Regions from separate parts of the Zea mays genome. Here region 1 is linked to region 2. A link is a contact called in public Hi-C data. All regions are on one chromosome and are shown on one strand. Each heading gives the region's core, a stretch centred on a gene start, on an enhancer-like site or on the middle of the called end of the contact. The rest is flanking DNA. Distances are from core to core; before and after follow the strand shown.

Region 1 (3,068 bases), core at 210-2,709, 490 kb before region 2:
TGCCGAGTGCCCGACAAAAAGTACTTGGCAAAAAAGTCGTTGCCAATGTACAGTTCACCGAGACTTATTTGCCAAGTGTCACACTCGGCAAAGGCTTCGTCGAGTGTTTTCCAGGCTTTGCCGAGTGCTTTAGACACTCGTCAAAGCAGCTGTTTCCGATAGTGTCTAACACAAATTAATTATCACTTTTGTTCGAATCGCCTCTTTTAATACGATGCAGGAAAATATCTTGACTTGTTTGCCGAGTGTCACACTCGGCAAAGGCTTCGTCGAGTGTTTTCCAGGCTTTGCCGAGTGCTTTAGACACTCGTCAAAGCAGCTGTTTCCGATAGTGTCTAACACAAATTAATTATCACTTTTGTTCGAATCGCCTCTTTTAATACGATGCAGGAAAATATCTTGACTTGTAGAGGTCAAATGATCTTCCATAATATTTTATTTACCGGCATAGCCATTTGTTTTACTACTCCTTTATATATAGATATATATACACTGGTTGCACAGTAAGCACTCCCAGATAGGGTCTATTCAATAGAGAATGAAGTTGATCATCTAGATGCTTATTATTAATTAGTGTCTGGCCGTGCTTGGTCGATGTAGGCATATGGACTGCTATATATCTAGCTAGCAATGCAACTAGTCGCTGGGATCATAATAGTAAAGCTGATGCTTGTGCCATGTGTGTTTGTCACTTTGCCCGATCGAATGCCTCCATATGCATGTGACTGGCTATACAGATAGGTAGCTACATATATATATGTTTATGTACTGATTGATGCTGATCATCTGCAGCGACACTAGCTGAACTATAAACATCCATTAATCCATTCAAGAAATTCTGTCTCTTGTGTTGTCCTTAATTACCTGCTGCCTTTGGTCGTCCTTGCTTTCTGCTAGAGTGATAGTGCTTGATTGCCTAATAATCTATATATAAGTACAATATTTAACCTGCTAGCTCGATCTGTTTATGCAGCAGTGACTGACGTACGTACGTCACCATACAGGCCGGCGCATGCATAATATATATTCCCTTCTGCTTGCTGCGCTAGCTGTTGCGTAGTAAGCAAGACGACGACTGACTGCATGCATCCTTTGATCGATCTGAGATTCCTTCCTTCTCAGATAGCTAGCTAGTGCTGTGGATGCTTGCCTGATGGCATGGCATGTAGATATTGATCGATCTGCAGCCCCGCTGTTGTTTGTTTCCATTCGTTCGTTGATACATATATATAGCTAGCTAGCATGCATGCACTGTTTGATGTATAGCTTTGCATGCACACTACTGACGATCGCATTCAGTACGTACTGGCCGGCTGTAGTTTCTTAATCGATCAGAGTGCTAGCTGCTGCTGGCTGGATCATATCACATGAGCCAGCAAAGATTCTTGCTTGCTTGTCTCATCCTCTGTCACACATGCATACATACATCCATCCGTCACCACTGTGACCATGTACTCCGATCCACAGCGATATATATTATAGATGGACCCTACACTACTATACTGGAGGACTACGTACGTGTGTACTCTGAACTGAAAGCTGCTTTACAATAGCAAGGCAGCTAGCATGATGCATGATATGATGGAACGTGAGAATGATCGTTCATGTGCGCAGCTCAGCTAGCTCCATCGATCCATCTGGACGTACGAGATGTAATACACCCTCTGTAAAAAAAATATGCACAAACATTAGCCCATATTATATTCTTATCTAAAGTGTTAATTATTTACTACCGGAAACATCTGCTTTGTCGAGTGTCTTAAGCACTCGGCAAAGCCTGAAAAACAATCGGCGAACACTCGGCAAAGAAGGCTCGGTGAACTATACATCGGCAACAGCTTTTTTGCCGAGTACTTTTTATCGGGCACTCGGCGTACCACTCGTTACTCGGCAAAAAAATGTCGCCGTCACGACGCCAAGTGACGGTGTCAGATCCTGTGCCGAATGCCAGCCGAGCGGCACTCAGCACATGCCCACTCTTTGCCGAGTGTCCACCGTACTGACACTAGACAAAAAGCCCCTGGTGGGCCCCTTTACCAGTTCCTTTGCCGAGCGTATTAGGTGGCGCTCGACAAAGATTACTTCTTTGCCTTATGCCCGACAGACTAGCACTCGGAAAAGGGATCACCAGTGGGCTCCTTCGTCAGTTCCTTTGCCAAGTGCACTAGGAGACACTCGGCAAATCTTGCTTCTTTGTCGAGTGCCAACAACACAACACTTGGCAAAGAAGCTTTATCGGTGCTCAGTTGTGCCTTCTTTGTCGTTTGCTATGACCTTGACACTCGGTAAAATACCTCTTTTTTATTTGTTTTTGCTATTCCATCCAAACAAACAAAAGACATTATCATATATACATCACATATATCACATAATAATCACATATACATCACATATCTCACAAAGACCATAAATCTCATAAATCAAACAAGTTTGAACCCAAACATAAGTCTCCAACACTCAAGAACATAAGTCTGAAGTATCTCACAAAGCAATACCAACATCAACAAGTTTAGACCAAGTTATCTCACAAAGTATTAACAACACTAACAAAGATAAGATCATGTGCACAAAGTATCTCAGCGAGGTGGGTGGTTGGACTGGTGCGGCGATGGGCTGGACGATCATGAGGGTTGTTGGATGCCGCCCAGATTGTCTCTACACAGATAAGAGATTACATGTGTTATACTAGATGAATATATATCATGTAGGACTAGAATTTTGATACTCACGGGAGTGTAGAACTGAGCAGGGTCAACTGGAGGGAACAACAGAAGTTGTGGAGCAAAACCATGTGCGGCACCAAGGCTCTGCATGTACTGGAACATCTCCGCCATCCTCTGCTGGTCTGCCAAGCGGGCCTCTCGCTCTGCTATCATCCTCGCCTCCATCTCCTGTCGTTCCCTCCTCTCTTCTTCTATCTGGGCCTGTAATATTTCACCCCAATGTTATAATAACTCAAAGAGAAGGTATATAACTCAAGAAATGACGAGTTACAGAAGCACTAACCTGGAGTTGTTGTATCCGATGATGTGAGCTGTTTTGCCGAGGTCGTATGGCTGGGCTCGATC
Region 2 (3,075 bases), core at 125-2,624:
CCCTTGGTCGTAGCTATGTTTTCTTATGGAACAACTCAATTTCAATTCTAAAGAAAGTTAGATAAGATCTGGATAGAAAAGATTAACTGAATATTAATATGGCATGGTGCGAACAGCTGAAACAATACTATTGCAAGGTGAGCGCTGTAAAGATCAAATATTCAACAGTTCCCTGTAAAAATGTACATGTTAATCGCGAAGACGTGGACAATGGGAACGAATTCTCCCGATTTCCGTTCTCCCTTCTGTGGGGAAAAAGGGAAACTGAAAGGGAAAGGACGGCGACTCTATGTTCATCTTTCCATGTCTTTATGTGGTCACAGTGGGTAGCGAAAACAGTTATCACTGGATCCTCCTCCACGGTGGGTGGGTTAAGCGGAAGAGGAAAGTGTCACCTCGATTTGCCCAGTCTGGGAGCCCTATCGTCCCATTTATTTGCTGTTTGTTCCTCCTACTCCTACTCTTTCCGAGCGAAGTTGTGTAACCTTTTGATTCCTACTAGTATATGATTTGAGGAGACAAGAAGATCCATCCATTAATGGACGCAGGCTGGGCGACTGACAGACAATTGACGGGCCGAGAGGTGAATGGATCAAATCGGGCATGTTACTCTTTCAGATTAGCAGCGGCAGTGGGCACTGGCTCAAAAGGAAAAGGACAAGAAAAAAAAGAAGCATGGGGATGGGGGTACCTGGATCTTGTACTTGGCGAAGAGTCCGAAGCGCTCGAAGAGGAGGGAGGGGAGGCCGGAGAGGAAGAAGACGGTCTCGTGGAGCAGGAAGGTGACGACGGTGGCGAGCTGGAACTCGGTGAAGTTGGCGATCAGGAGCTGCATTCATTTGTGTTTTCCCGTTACGTTTCCCCCGGCGAGGAACAGCAGTGAGAGACAGAGATCTGGGGATGAGGAGGGAGAGAAGAGAGCGGAGCAGAGATTGATTGGCAGAGAGAGAGAGAGAGAGAGAGAGAGAGAGAGAGAGAGAGAGAGAGAGAGAGAGGGAGGGGGAATAGTAGGTGGGGGTACCTGCCACGCTGAGTCGATGGCTGACATGGGCGCCGCCATTGTGAGAGAGATAGATCGCCGGCGGCGAAGATGCCGAGGAGGGGAGAGGGGAGGCTGAGCCTGGCCTGCGACTGGGAGGAGAAGGCGGATTTTTTTTTCTCTAGCCTTTTGGCAGGCTCTGCTTGCGCTCGCTAAAGCGGCGAGCTCAGACTCCTCTCGTGGCCTTCCAATTCCATTGCTCCGTCTCCTCTCTTTTGGCCTGTCGTGGCCTTGTGCCGTACCGCCGCTCACGTTGCCACTTGCCTCGCCGCCACATGCGTGCAAGTCATGAATTCCATGGATGCATGTGTAGCCCTGGAATTGGATTCCAATCTAGTCATGAATCCGTGCGTCTCATCAGTCTATATGCTTTCTTTTCAAATTTCGTTACCACAAAATCAACCAAAAAAAGTGTGTTTCAAATAAGCCTGGTTCGGTTATTCCTAACATATGGATTGGCTGGTATTAAAAAAATTATGAAAAATTATGACTTATTTGGAATTTAAACACATCCAATCACACTCAATCCACATGGACTGAGAGGAAAGCGAACAGGCCCTAAGCAGACATGGGCTATCTTCTTTATTAAAACCTCACCCGATTTCGAGCGCTCTCCGTACGACGCGCTCCGGCTGTGCCGAAGGCACAGATGCGAACTCGTCCTTAAACTGAGCTTTGAGCTAGCTCGTGTCCAGCTCTCATACCCCACACTGTGTCCAGCTCCCATCCCTTCCACGCTGTCCTTGTCTGATTGTCTCCCCACCTCGCAATTGTCGTCCGTGCTCGAATTGCTCCACCAGCCCGCCTCGCCGTGGGGCACGACCTTCCTCCACGACACCTGCGGCTCCGACAACCATGACGACAACATGCTCCTCTATGACCACGGCCACCACACCTTCTTCCTCCTCCCCCAAATCACCACTGAGGTCCACATCTGGTCGCCTCCCCAGCCGACCACACCACCATGATGCCAACGGAAGTGCGCCTCGACGCCACCTCGGCCTTACATAGCATCGAAAGCCATCGACCTCTCGCTCGATTCGTCTTCGGTCGGACCTCTTCTCTGCCCAAACCCTACACCCACCATTTACCAAAAATAATTGTTCGATCTCCTTTGTGGAAAGTTTCGCTTATAGATCGTTATCGTAGGCTACTCCACCGTCTCCTTTAGGGGCTCTAACTTCAGCACCAGGCCCTTCTCCATAGCTCTTAAGTACGTGAGCACTCCTCAGATCCGCTACACTTGTGTTTGCCTGATCTTGCAGCACCTTGATTTGCCGGAGAACAAGTCGACCATGAAATGGGAGTTCTCGAGGGCGAATATGAAGAAGGTATTGGGTTAGTGACTACCCTTGCATTTGTTTGTCATTTGTCTACACCTCTACTCAATAGGGTAAAATGGCTAGGTTTGGATTCATTATGTCAGATGTTATTCGCACCAGTCCTTGGATCTTCAGTGTCTCAGATATGGTAGTGAACTAGATTGGCTGACTCACTTGGATGTTGAAGTTTAAATTTTGAGTTAATTGTTTGTTGGTAGATATTCTTGTAATGTGACACTTTACCAATCAGTGTATTCCATCTCCATTCTAATTGCAGTGGTAGTTTTAATACATGTTTTTGTGTCGTCGAGGCCAACATCAGAGGCACAAAATGTTTTCATTCGACAATGTTGCTAGAAAAGCATAAGAATGCTAGGAAGCTATAAGCACAAAAATAAAAAGGTATGTTATATCAAAAGAAGCTACTGAAAGTCGCCTAGAGGGGGGGTGAATAGGGCGAAACTGAAATTTACAAAGTTAATCACAACTACAAGTCGGGTTAGCGTTAGAAATATAATGCAAGTCCGAGAGAGGGAGCAAAAACAAATCACAAGCGAATAAAGAAGTGAGACACAAGGATTTGTTTTACCGAGGTTCGGTTCTCTCAAACCTACTCCCCGTTGAGGTGGTCACAAATACCGGGTCTCTTTCAACCCTTTCCCTCTCTCAAACGGTCCCTCGGACCGAGTGAGCTTCTCTTCTCAATCAAACGAG

The links. A called contact is a pair of places that touch in the nucleus more often than the background predicts.
Region 1: a contact with region 2 is called in a Hi-C map of ear, with 2.4 times the contacts expected there. The contact joins the enhancer-like site here to the promoter of LOC542766 in region 2. A contact is called at or near these places in 2 of 25 Hi-C or Micro-C datasets (ear and leaf).

Annotation. Positions count from the first base shown.
Region 1 is chr4:1,125,257-1,128,324 of Zm-B73-REFERENCE-NAM-5.0, reverse strand. No RefSeq gene overlaps it. Among protein-coding and RNA genes, the nearest start is that of LOC100285388, 13 kb to the left of the region's middle. Within about 2 kb of position 1,459, at least 13 of the 20 cell types and tissues checked have an H3K27ac peak or open chromatin away from gene starts, as enhancers often do. A contact at or near this core is called in ear, where this site is marked.
Region 2 is chr4:635,671-638,745 of Zm-B73-REFERENCE-NAM-5.0, reverse strand. LOC542766 (c-4 methylsterol oxidase) reads right to left here and starts at 1,374. Exons shown (of 7, transcript NM_001279592.2): 1 at 1,022-1,374; 2 at 692-829. The coding sequence starts at 1,060.